2 separate regions of the Mus musculus genome follow, and region 2 is linked to region 1. The links are chromatin contacts, called in public Hi-C maps. All regions are on one chromosome and are shown on one strand. Each heading gives the region's core, a stretch centred on a gene start, on an enhancer-like site or on the middle of the called end of the contact. The rest is flanking DNA. Distances are from core to core; before and after follow the strand shown. Region 1 holds the start of Nup37 (nucleoporin 37). Region 2 holds the start of Uhrf1bp1l (UHRF1 (ICBP90) binding protein 1-like).

Region 1 (6,591 bases), core at 3,968-6,467:
CATGGGACACCATAAAAAGACTAAATCTAAAAATAATAGAACTTGAAGATGATGAATCCCACTTCAAAGGCCCAGAAAATATTTGAAGCAAAATCAAAAATAAAAATTCTAACCTAAAGGAGGTTATGTTTATAAAGGTCCAGGAAGCTTACTCTAAAAGCCAGAGGACCTGAACAGATGTCCAGCAGACTCTTAAGACCACAGATACCAGCCCAACTAATATATCCAGCAAAACTTTCAATCACCATGGATGGTGAAAACAAGACATCCCATGATAAAGTCAAATTTAAATATCTATCCACAAATCTAGCCCTACAGAAGGTACTAGAAGGAAAACTCTAACCCAACAAGGTCAAGTACATCCACGAAAATATAGGCAATAAATAATTTCGCACCAGCAAAACCCAATGAAGGGACACACACACACACTACCACCACCAATAACAACAACAAAACAGAAATTAACAAGCATTGGTCTCAATGGACTCAATTCCCCATCTCTATTGGAAGGTGGACCCCAGCTGCCTATATGTGAATCACTTTGTAGAGATTTTCTTCAGGGTAGTTTCCAGCAGGTCAGTGAAGACTCCATTAGGACATGGCAGCGACTTTGAGTTGTTTGTTTGTAGTCCTGGAGATTGAACCTAGCACCTCCTATGAGCTACGGAAGCACTCTACCACTGAGATTTCTCCAGCCCCCTTTTATATGTTATTTTGAGGCAGAGCCTCAAAGGCCCAAGGCATGGACTAGTTTTGAGCTCACTCTTTAGTCCAGACAGGCTTTGAACTCATTTCTGATAATCACCTTTCTGTTTTCTGAGCAGCTGGATTTACAGGCCTGTGGGCACCAAGCTCCAATGAACTAATATATTTTAAAGACCTCCCAAAATGAAATCCTGTAGAAGACGGGGAGGAAGGATTTTAGGAGCCAGAGGGATCAAAGACACCATAAGAACATAGCCTACAAAATCAAATAACCAGTGTTCATAGGGGCTCACAGAAATAGAACCAACAATTACGGAGCCTGTATGGGTCTGACCTAGGTCCTCTGCATATATAATTGTGTAGCTTGTTGTTCTTTTGGGACTCCCAACACTGGGGGTGGGGGCGGTCTCTGATTCTTTTGCCTGCTCTTGAATCCCTCTTCCTCCTAATGGGTTGCCTTATCCAGCCTTGATCATGTTTGGTTGATATCTCTGGGAGGCCTGCTCTTTTATGAAGGGAAAGGAGGAGAAGTGGATCTAGGGAGAGGGGAGGTGAGAGGGAGGGACTTAGAGGAGAGGAAGGAGGGGAAACTGCAGTCAGGATGTAATATATGAGAGAAGAATAAACAAACAAACTAATTAATTAATACCTCCCAAATGATTTTGATGCATAAACAGATTTAAGAACACTAAATCCATACAACAGGGCTGAAAGTAGACATAAAATACTTTACATTGAATAAAAATGATACCTGCTCCTCTAGGGCTTCTTTTTAGGGAACAAAGGAACAATTATTAAGTAGGAATATATTTAATCATAAGAGCTACAGATTTAATCTTTATGATTTCTTTCATGAGATACCAAGTGTCTTAGTTAGGGTTTTACTGCTGTGAACAGACACCATGACCAAGGCAAGTTTTATAAAAAACAACATTTAATTGGGGCTGGCTTACAGGTTCAGAGGTTCAGTCCATTATCGTCAAGGTAGGAGCATGGCAGTATCCAGGCAGGCATGGCACAGGAGGAGCTGAGAGTTCTATGTCTTCATCCAAAGGCTGCCAGTGGAAGACTGACTTCCAGGCAACTAGGGTGAGGATCTTATACCCACACCCACAGTGACACACCCATTCCAACCAGGTCACACCTATTCCAACAAGGCCATACCTTCAGATGGTGCCACTCCCTGGTCCAAGGATATACAAACCACCACACCAAGTATCCACATTTTACATTCAAATTATACACACAAAATAAATCATTTCAGATATACAGGCAATTTTTTTCCAAAAGTTCCAACTGTAATATTTTGAGACAGATATGCAGAAGCATTTCTGAAACACTCTATTTTAGGAAGGCAAATAATGCAAAGAAAATGATGTGTGTAATTAGGCTCAAACTTATTATACTGGGCAACAAGTAAAATTGGGTTAAAAAAGTTAAGCTAACCATAGTACACTGACCTGTTTGTTGTTTTCTGCCATGGACAGCTGCAGGGCCAGGAGCATGGAGTCTGGACCGCATAACGTAGTTCTTTCAGAGCTACAAAGAGCACGCCAACTCCTCCTAAACTCTTTAATCATACCCAAGACGGGCAGCTGATTAAGCACAGCCATCCTCTTAGAGAAGAACAGAATACAATGTTAAAGTGCCTTGTTTTAATTGGAAAGTAACATTTAACATGTGTAAGCAAGCATGGTTAGAAAACATAAGCAGTGAACAAGAACTCATTTTACATTTACCAAGAGTGCTTTTAATGAAATTTTAAAAACCAAATAATACCATTTCTGCCCAATCATATTTTCCTCTCCTTTAGTTTTCTTAAGCCAAATCTTTTGAAATCATAAAAATCCAACCTTCAATTTTGAAAATTCACATAAAACAGACATGCAAATTTGTAATTATAGACACAGATGTCACTAATTAAATCTGTATTTTAAGATAGTTGTTTTGAGACAAATGGTACTATATGTAGTAGATTTGGGGTGGGAGTGTATTGTTCCAAAATAAATGGTTTTCTTTTCTGCTCACTTGAATTGGGAACAGTCTTAGACTTGATTTGAGTAGTAGACTATGAAATAATTAGAATTCTAAGCCTAGGCTTTAAGAGGTTTGTGTGAAATAGTTACTATAGCAAGGCTCTAAAAACTTAGATTCCAGTAGAGTTTCCATTAAGAGTATTTAACTGTGCTGAACTGTTTTTATAAATCATATGTGTTTTATGATGAACACCTAATTTCCTTGACTCTGGTCTCTTTTGGTACATGTTGGACAGGGCATGCCTATGAGTCTACTCCCCAGTAAAAACTCTGGCAGAGTTTCTAATAACTTTCCTCAATAGACAACATTCCCCATGACTGTCACAGCCTGTGTCTGGGAGAACTAAGCATGACTCTCTGAGGACATTGAGAAGCCTGGGCTTGGTCTCCCTCAATCTACTTCACATGCCTTTTCCCTTCACTAACACTACCTTGATCCTTTTGCTACAGTGGTTCCCACCTGCAGCTACACCTCAATGTTGACTTTCCTGCTCCTCCTAGCAAATGACCCCTCTGGGGAGACCTAACTCCCAAGCCCGGGTAAGGTGCTGAAGAAAGCATGCAAAGAGAAGTAAGGTATTCCTGCTGCCAACTGATACAACTCACAGCCATGAAAGAGGCAGCTTATCCTGGGGAGACCCCATCAACATGGAAGGTGAGCCGGCAGCACCAGTCATCTGCTCAAGGCTAGCAGAGGAATCAATAACTTAACCAGCCCAAACTGCCGACCCACAGATTCAAAGCAAATACTCGGTTGCTATTGTACAGTGACTATGGTTTTTGATGTTTTGTTACACAGCAAACTGATAATAAGCCAACGAACAAATGAAGCTTCTTAGTGCCAAATACTTTCCATTTAATATTAATTACTTTGTTCCATCTCCTGTGTCCTGATGATGTCAGTCTACAAATGTCTGGTTTTGACACATGAAGAAAATAATGTTCAATGACACGAAGCTAGTAAATAGCCAAAAAAGCATAAATTCAAGATTTCTAAGTTTTCCCTAACTTCTGCATGCATACAGAACCCTTTCAAAATAAGCCTAGATGTGTCTGTATTCTAGGCAGCCATGCTATGGAATCAGTCCCCTCTCTACTTCCAGTCTTCTCTGTGTCTCTTTTTACAAGTCTGCTGTGTGTATATGTTCGCCTTTATGTAAGCACATGTGTATGGAGGCCCAAGGTTGACACTGAGTGTCTTCTCCACTGCTCTCCACCTTGTTGACTTGCCCCGGCATCACTTGTCTACACCTCTAGCACACTGGGGTTGCAAGCAGACTACTACACCAGTGTCTCCGTTAGCCCTGGGGATTTGGATTCCAGTCCTCATAGCTGTCCAGGCGCTTTATCCAGTGAGCCACCTCCCCAGGCCTCACTCACAATTCTCTGATGAGCACCTAGGTTATCTCCTATTTATCTCTTAAAAAACAAAATTGAAGAAGACACAAAAGCATGAGCTATGGGTGATATGATTAGTTTGCCTGAAATATTTTTTTTTTCCATCAACCATTTAAACATGTAAAACCATGTTTAGTTCTAGATCTGGCTATTCACCAACAGGCATCTGGGCTGGCATGCCAATATCCACTGTAGTTCCAGCTTTTCCAGGGTTACCTAACTTTAGATCTGGCTGCCCAGGTATAAGAATGGTCACAAAGCAATCAGGACTATGCCGCCCCCTCTGTTCTACCTCCCAGCCTGTTGTGAAGACTCGATGAGACGCTGGATATGAACAAAACAGAAGGTGTCAGAGGGAATAAACTCTTGCTTTTAAACTGGATTCAAAGTGCACTGGAGCAGAAAATCTGAGACAGGTAGTTGTCGCTGGAAGGTAAAGTGAGAGAGCACCACACTTAGCTAACTATCCCTGCCACCACACCCCTGCATTAGCTGTACCTCGTGATTACCACAAATTTCTCCACGTCCATAATTGGGACTACTTAACAGAATTATAAGGCACCAGTGAAGGAAATAGCCAACCTCCTTATTGCCAGCACTTAGCAAATCTCCATTAAAAGATGACAGGTGACAGTTATTCTTCTTGCCTGGTCCGGAATGGCCCTCTGAAGGATGCAACGACAGAAAATCTGAGAAGCCTGCACTCGTCGTGTGCCAGATCCCCGATCTAACGGACTAAAAGAAGATTTTGATGGGTTTCGGTCTTGCCGAAGCCCTAGCGTCTTTTTTTCCACGGGACACCGTGAAGTCGGGGCGAAGCCACTGCGCAGACAACGCCACTGGCTGGCACGTCGCTGTCACCGAGATGCGTTCGCAGAGCAGCAGCCCGAATGCCCACTGGAACTGCGACCCGGGGGCACAGAAGAGACCAGACCCACCTCGTCCAGTGACCCAGGCTGGGTGCAAGCGGAGGGAGGAGCAGCGCAGCCAGGACGCCGGAAGGCAGAGGTTTGAATCGCCTCGGCGTCCCTTTCAAATCTCGCGGCACGACCTGGGAACCAATCGCCGCGCTCGCCCTCCGACCCGGAAGCAGAGCGGGCGCACGCCCTGGCCACCTATGGTCGGGAGAGCCTTGCCCAGGTCGCCTCCCCTGCTTTAGGTGCGTATCGAGTGCGGTGACCGGGGATCGCCAGCTTGTGCTGCTTCCCCAGGGGCGCTTCCCTGTTCTCCAGAGCTCTTCCTTGTGACCTCGCGAGGTGGGAGTGGGTTTTCTCGGGCGACGCGTGGGGGACACAACTCCAGGGACCCTGGGAATATTGACCCAGGGCTTTAAAGACCTGGAGGTCAGGGGTTGCCATCAAATCCGGACCTCAAGTCCCCTGCATGCCTTATACCTCTCTGCTCTATGGTCTTCTCACCTGCCGGTCCCGCGTAACATGTGTCCAGTCTCTCTGAGATGGGACTTAATCTGAAAAAACTCAGCAGATAACTCAGGATTTTACGTGTTCTTTCTTAGCCTAGGGTGCCTCCTTTTCATTAACAACAAAGTAAAAATTAATTTGCACGTGAGAATGCTATTTCTACAGTACACACTACCTGTCTCGAGACAAATTAGTTGAGGATTGTGACAGGTGTTAATAACGTTAGTATCACACATTACTCCAGAGCCTGTATTTTTTAATCTCCTTATTTTATTGCATGGGTAATGGTTGGTTATAACTATTGCTACCTGATATTATCCTTCAAGGCTCTTGGACTCCATGTGTCTTTAGGCAGGGGTGGGACTTTCCAGTTCATCGGACCCTTGATAGTTCAGGTGGTCTGTCAAATTAGAATGTTAAAGGTCATATAATTCGAACAAATAATGTAGCATAGTCCTGAGATAGGCAGGTGTGTGTATTTGTGTTTTCTCTAGCATGTAGGCCCAACACATGCTAAATCTTTTAAATCCTCAACCTGTTGACGAACTTGGCAAATTTCTTCATAGGCAAAGAAGGGACTATTGGTAGTACCGGCGTTTATGGTACTCTTGCATATGACAGTGTCAGTACAACTTTCCAACTACAAATAGTGCTGCATCTCTATTGCTTAATAATCTTAGGACTCTATTTGTATTAAATTTATTCATGTGTGTGTTAATATAAGCAGACTTCTCTTTTGAGCTGGCTCTGACATTGCTATACCAAGCCCCATTATGATTCTTCTGTTGAATGACAAACACTTTGTAAATTTTGTTTGTGATCCACAGTTTCCTGACAGGCAATAAACAACTATTTGATTCTTACAACTGCTCCAGCTTTGGGATACAAGATGAAGCAAGATGCTACAAGAAATGCTGCGTACACCGTGGATTGCGAAGATTATGTGCACGTGGTAGAATTTAATCCCTTTGAGAGTGGAGATTCAGGAAACCTGATTGCATATGGCGGCAGTAATTATGTGGTTGTTGGCA
Region 2 (6,109 bases), core at 2,160-4,659, 1.6 Mb after region 1:
TTCTTTCCTTTTCTTTCTTCCTTCCTTCCTTTCTTTCTTTCTTTCTTTCTTTCTTTCTTTCTTTCTTTCTTTCTTTTTTCCTTCCTTCCTTCCTTCCTTTCTCTCTCTCTCTCTCTCTCTCTCTCTCTCTCTCTCTCTCTCCCTCTCTCTCTCTCTGTTTCTTTGTTTCATTTTGTTTTTCAAGACAGAGTTTCCTGTAGCCCTGGATGTCCTGGAACTAGGCTGGCTTTGAACTCAGAGATCTGCCTGTCTCTGTCTTTCAAGAGTGCTGAGATCTAAGTTGTGCACCACCATTGCCCAGCTTGCCTATAACTTTTAAAAATGCTGATTAAAGAATGAATAGTTGTTTTCCTCTTTCTTTCTTTCTTTCTTTCTTTCTTTCTTTCTTTCTTTCTTCCTTCCTTCCTTCCTTCCTTCCTTCCTTCCTTCCTTCCTTCCTTTCTTTCTTTCGTCCTCTCTCTCTTTGAGACATGGTTTCTCTGTGTGGCCCTGGCTACGTTGGAGTTCGCTCTGGAGACCAGACTTGCCTCAAACTCAGAGCTCTGTTTTCCTCTGCCTCCATAGTACTGGGATTAAAGACACACACAACCACTGCTTGGCTCATTTTAAACTTTAAAATTAAGTTTGCATACCATAGCCAAGTTAGATTTGACATGTGGGTTATATGTTCATACAAATTAATATATCTCAACTAACCAGTAAATAAATGGTATATAAGTGTCCTTTTGGATATATGGTTTTATAATCAAAGGGCTCAAAAAAGTTAAAATGCTAAAGATTAATTGCACCAATTTTTCCCTAACTTTTGCATACACTCGTGTGTACTATGAGTACATATAAACTAAAATTTTTAAAAATTTACTTTTATGTGTGTCATGGTTTGTATATTCTTGGACTAGGGAGTAGCACCATTTGGAGGTGTGGCCTTGTTGGAATGGGTGTATCACTGTGGGTGTGGGCTTAAGACCCTCACCCTAGTTGCCTGGGAAGACTAGCAGACTTTGGATGAAGAGATAGAACTCTCAGCTCTGCCTGTGCCATGACAGCCTGGATGCTGCCATGCTCCCACCTTGATGATAATGGATTGAACCTCTGAACCTGTAAGCCAGCCCCAATTAAATGTTGTGTTTTATAAGACTTGCCTTGGTCATGGTGTCTGTTCACAGCAGTAAAACCCTAACTAAGACAATGTGTATTGGTGTTTTGCCTGCATGTATGTCTGTGTGAGGGTGTCAGATCTTGGAGTTACAAACAGGTATGAGTCACCATGTGGATGCTGGGATTTGAACCCACTTCCTGTAGAAGAAGAGCCAGTGCTCTTAACCACTGAGCCATCTCTCCAGCCCCTATGCTAAAATGATGAAGGCAGGGAGCTGCTGTATTAGAGTTATTATGACTCTGTAGGAAGTCCAGGGCAGAAGAAAGGTGTCTGTGGGTGTTGGCAGTTTGAAGTACACTAGACTATCCAGTCTGTACTGTGCTCAGAGGCTGTCCGAGCCTCAAGAACTTCCTTGTGTTCTGTTGCTCTATGTTTGTTTGTCCTAATAGTTCATAATCAGGGCGAAGCAGGAGGTTTGGCTAGCCTTTCTTTGCCCCTCCCCACACCCTATGTTTGGTTTGTCAATCAAATGTTACTTTTAACATTTATTCCTCTGCAAATACAGCTGATTTCCACCTAATCATTTCTAAGAGAAGAAACTTCAGGTCAACTGAAGAAAAGGGTTGGGCCGGGGGATAAGGGATGTTATCTTACTGAATCAGAGACTGGGGACAAGGGATGTTATCTTACTGAAGCTCAGAGACGGAGAGGAGCAGGGTTCTGGGCAGAGACTGGGAATGAGTCACCCAGCTAGGGACAAGACCTGGCTGGCTGCAGGCGGCCTTCGCTAGTCTAGTAAGGCTCTGAAGTACAACCCATCACTGTCATGCCAGCTTCCAAGTAGGAGTCAGTCCCAAGACAGGCATTTTTATGAGTTGTTATGGATCCTATGTCCAAGTAATAAAATCTTGGCTTTGTAGTTATTTTTATTTTTTTATTTTTTCAAGAGAAGGTGTTGCTAAGTAGATCATGGTGACCTCAGACTTGTAGCACTCCTCCTGCCTCTGTCCCCGAAGGGCTGACATTACAGACCCATGTGTCACTACACCCAGCTTGGTTCCCTTCAAACAGCTCAGATTGCTTTCATCCTTGCACAGTATTTGTGTTAGCAGATTCTTGTTACCCTGGCATGCTTCAAGCATTGTGAACTCTAATGCTGCTTCTTCCCACCTCAAATGGCTACACTGTCTCTCTCTCCCACCTGTTTATGAAATATTTTAGTGATTTATATCTTTTTCAAAACCTGCTTCTACAACAGGTGGCCAGACAATATGGCCCAGACACACCAACAGTACCTACTAGGGCCCCTACCAAACCATCCCTAAGGGCAGACACTATATTTTAAAGATGATTAAAAGTGAGGTTAACGGCTGAGAGAGCTGGCTTAGCAGACAATACACTTGCCATTCAATCATCAGGACTTGAACTTGAGTCTCCAGAATTCACATGAAGCCAGAAGTCTGTAATCCCAGCACTCTTTAGGCAATATGGGAGAGGCAACAAGAGACCAACAAGAGGATCCTAGGAACCAGGTAACCTGGAGTACACAAGTAGCTGTTGAGGAAGAGATAGAAGAAAGTGAGGCACTACACCCAGGGCTGTTCTCTGACGTCCCCTTGTGTGACCAAAGTCACATTCATACATGAAGTGAAACTAAAGCTGAAAACAATCTTTCCAAGTTAACATAGCTAGAAAATATTAGAACCAGGACTTCATTTTGGGCATTCCATTTCAAAATTTCTACTAAGTGTGTCTATGTGTGTGTGTGTCCAGAGGATAACTTTCAAGGGCAGTTCTTTCCTTCATGGTGGTTTGGTCATCAAGTTCAGATCATCAAGCTTGCTTGACAAGTACTCTTGCTGGCTGAGAGCCATCTCACTGGCTCTAGACTTTCTAACTTCTAGGTCTTTAGGTATATTCGGTTAAATATGACATGCTGTCAATTTTACTTCCTTTAAGGTTAGACCAACGAATGGAAACATTAAATTACAGCCGTTAGTCTAAGGGAAGGATCTTGGTAAAAGAAACTGAGATTAAAAAGCTGAAATGGCCAAAAGAATAACATAAACAGAGCTACTTGTAGAGCAGAAAGTTGAGTTCGGAGGAAATGAAGAAGCAAGACTAGGATGTCAGCGAGAGAGGCACAGACAAGATGAAAGGGATGAAGAAAAGATGAAAGCCCAAGTACCAACTAGGAAAGGGCAGCGGAGGACCTAGTGGGAGTCCGAAGTAGGCAGGGCTGAAGATTCCCGGAACTCCCACAGGTCCCGCCCACCTCGAGCTCGCTCCGCCCCCCCGACTCCTCTCCCCGCCCCCGGTCTCTTAGGTGATGCTGCAGCCAAGATGGCGCTGGCGGCGGCCGCGGCGGCCTGAGCGTCATGCTTCGGGCTCTCGGCGGCGGCTGCGGCGGCTGTGGCCTCGGCCAGGCCCTCGAGTCTCTTCTGAGAGTGATCTCTCCGGCGCTTCTCCTCCGGGCCGGTGAGGCGGGACCGAAAGAAGACTGCCGCGAAGTGAGGAGGCTGTGAGGAGCGACAAGAGAGCGGCGCTCCAGCCCGGCGGGCACCATGGCTGGGATCATCAAGAAACAGATCCTGAAGCACCTCTCCAGGTCAGCGAGCGCTCGGGGCCGGTCCCGTCCGCTGGCCGCCGGTTCTCGGGTCCAGGTCGCAGGTTCGGGCTCTGCCGGTGCCGCTGGCGCCCCCGACCGGCCTCCGGAGTCACGCGGAGGGCGGCGGGGCTCGGCGGGCCGGGGTCTCCTCCTCCGCCGGGGGCCGCTCCTGCGCCGAGGCTGGTGACGTCCCCGGCGTCACTCAGGTGCTGGGTGGATGGGGTTGGGCTGGGACCCGGTCCGGCTCGGAAGCTCCCGGGGCTCGGAGCCGAGCGGCTCCGTTAGCCGAGGACTGGGGTGTGTGTGTGCCAGTGAAACGTTAACCTTGGGATTGTTCTCGGTGCCCCCTACCTGGCGTCCCCGCTCCGCTGCACGGGAGGGTGTGCTTGTTTGCACAGTTCGGATTTGTTTTAGGGGAAATTAAGCAGGACTTCTCCGCTTCGGCCAGTTCTCCGTGGAAGTCGTTTTCAGTCCCGCATCGCGTTCGTTCTTGCTGCAGAGTTTTCCGATTTTGTTCCGCGACCCTTGAGTTCAGGGAGTTAACGTCCCTGGTGTTTAAACCCCAGACGTGTCACTCTTTCCATTTCATAACACAGTTTTAGTCAGAAACATGACTCAGTAAACTGGCAGTTTGTTACTGCTCTTGGCTTCTCCATATTTGTCTCAAGAAACAGGCTAAATGTAGGACCCTGTTCCAAGTTGGTGACAGAGAATTAAAAGCTCTTGGTTAGGATCTCTTTCTCTCCTCTGTTATTTGTAAGTTAATGAATGCTTTTAACTGATTAAAGGAACGTTCTCAGGTTTAATGATAGACTTGTATAGTAAACATGTCTTCATTTTCTGGATATGTGTGTGTGTGTGTGTAATACATATATATATATTACAGTTGAGAACATATTGAACAAAACAATACTATGATTCAGCAGATATTTTCCTGACATTATATCTTTATATTGAATAAAATTTAATACACACAGTATGTATACATAAAGTATCAAACTATAGCAAAGTTTGTGACCGTGTGTTTGGTTCTTAGTATCACTAATTAGAGAGAGAGAGAGAGAGTGAGTGTGTGTGTGTGTGTGTGTGTGTGTGTATTTAAACAGGTTAAGTAGCTCAGGCTGTCCTGAAAATAAATCTCAGGCTACCCTCAAGTTCAGTGTCATCCTGCCTCACCTTCCTGAGTGCTGAGATTACAGGTCTGTGCTACCATGCTTTGTTGGATTTTTTTTAATTATATAGATAGTGCAATACTGAGTCATCTTATTTTGAATAATGTTTATTACTTAGGGTGAGTCTGACTCATGAGATACACTTCGCCCTTGCCTATTTCAAGAGCCATAAGAAAATTCAGATCCATAGACACTGATTTTATTGCCCTTTTCTCTCCCAGGGATAATGATACTGTACCACTCTGTATGCCCAAAAGAAAATCTAATTCAGTCGATAAGTGCCTTAGGGCATTATCCTTTAATTCTCTTGTATAAGTCCATTTGGGAAGACCTCTTAAGAGCAGGCGTGTAATGGCTTACTCTGCCACATAGATAACTCCCACATACTTAGAGTTAAGCCCTTAGGATTACATTATAATCTTCCTGATTTCTTACACCTGTGTGGTAAATAGTAATGAGCATTTCATTTTAAATCAGAAAGTTTCTAAAACATAGCATTTTCTTTCTTTTTAAATGGAGAAACCATTTGTAGTTTTTTTTAAAGATTATTATATTTTTATTTATTTACTGTATACATCCAAGTGTGCACATATGTGCCTGATCCAGTCTATGTATGGAACATCTGAGGATAACTGGTGCTCACCTACCACACCATGTGTGAGTTGGAACTCAGTTTCCCAGGCTGGGTTAGAGTGCTGGCCTAGCATGAAAGCTGCCCTGAGTTCAGTGCCTAACACCTTATATACCTTATAAAGCGGGTGTGGTGACAGATTCCTGTAGTCTCAGCGCTTGGGAGTTGGAAGCTGTCAGATTTAGATTGTCCTTGGCAGTAGAGCCTGAGGCCAGCCTGGAATGGTGGAATCCTCTGGGGGAGGGCGTTGGAACCTGTACCATCAGAGAGAGGAAACATTAGGAAAATGCCCAAGTTCTTCCAGGCTCTCCTGCAGGGACTCTTCCAGGAAGAAGTCTGTCTAGAAAAATAGAATGGTCACACTGAGTGAAAGTTGAGATCTTAAGATTGAAACTGGCAATTCTGGAGGCTGGCCAGGACTTTGGACGTTGGCATATTGGACCAGTGAGGAAGAGGAACTGTTTTATAAGAGACTGACATATGCTTTATGCTTTAAGTAAGCGCTGCTTGGTTTGAGTATTATAAGTCATCTTATAAGAAACATCTCTGTTTCTTGCCTAATGTTTGTTTCCTTAGTGCCTCTTGCTTTAATGAGAAGT

What was found. Hi-C and Micro-C count contacts between places; a contact is called where the count stands out from the background.
Region 2: a contact with region 1 is called in a Hi-C map of B cells, with 6 read pairs. The contact joins the promoter of Uhrf1bp1l here to the promoter of Nup37 in region 1. A contact is called at or near these places in 2 of 39 promoter capture datasets (the C10 cell line and pre-B cells) and 2 of 484 Hi-C or Micro-C datasets (B cells and CD4 T cells).

What each region holds. Positions count from the first base shown.
Region 1 is chr10:88,141,775-88,148,365 of GRCm38.p6, forward strand. Nup37 (nucleoporin 37) reads left to right here and starts at 5,218. Exons shown (of 10, transcript NM_027191.2): 1 at 5,218-5,298; 2 at 6,388-6,591. The coding sequence starts at 6,450. It overlaps Parpbp (PARP1 binding protein), which reads right to left and starts at 5,167. Exons shown (of 11, transcript NM_029249.2): 1 at 4,722-5,167; 2 at 2,166-2,321. The coding sequence starts at 2,318.
Region 2 is chr10:89,741,582-89,747,690 of GRCm38.p6, forward strand. It overlaps Uhrf1bp1l (UHRF1 (ICBP90) binding protein 1-like), which reads left to right and starts at 3,410. Exons shown (of 21, transcript NM_029166.2): 1 at 3,410-3,707. The coding sequence starts at 3,664.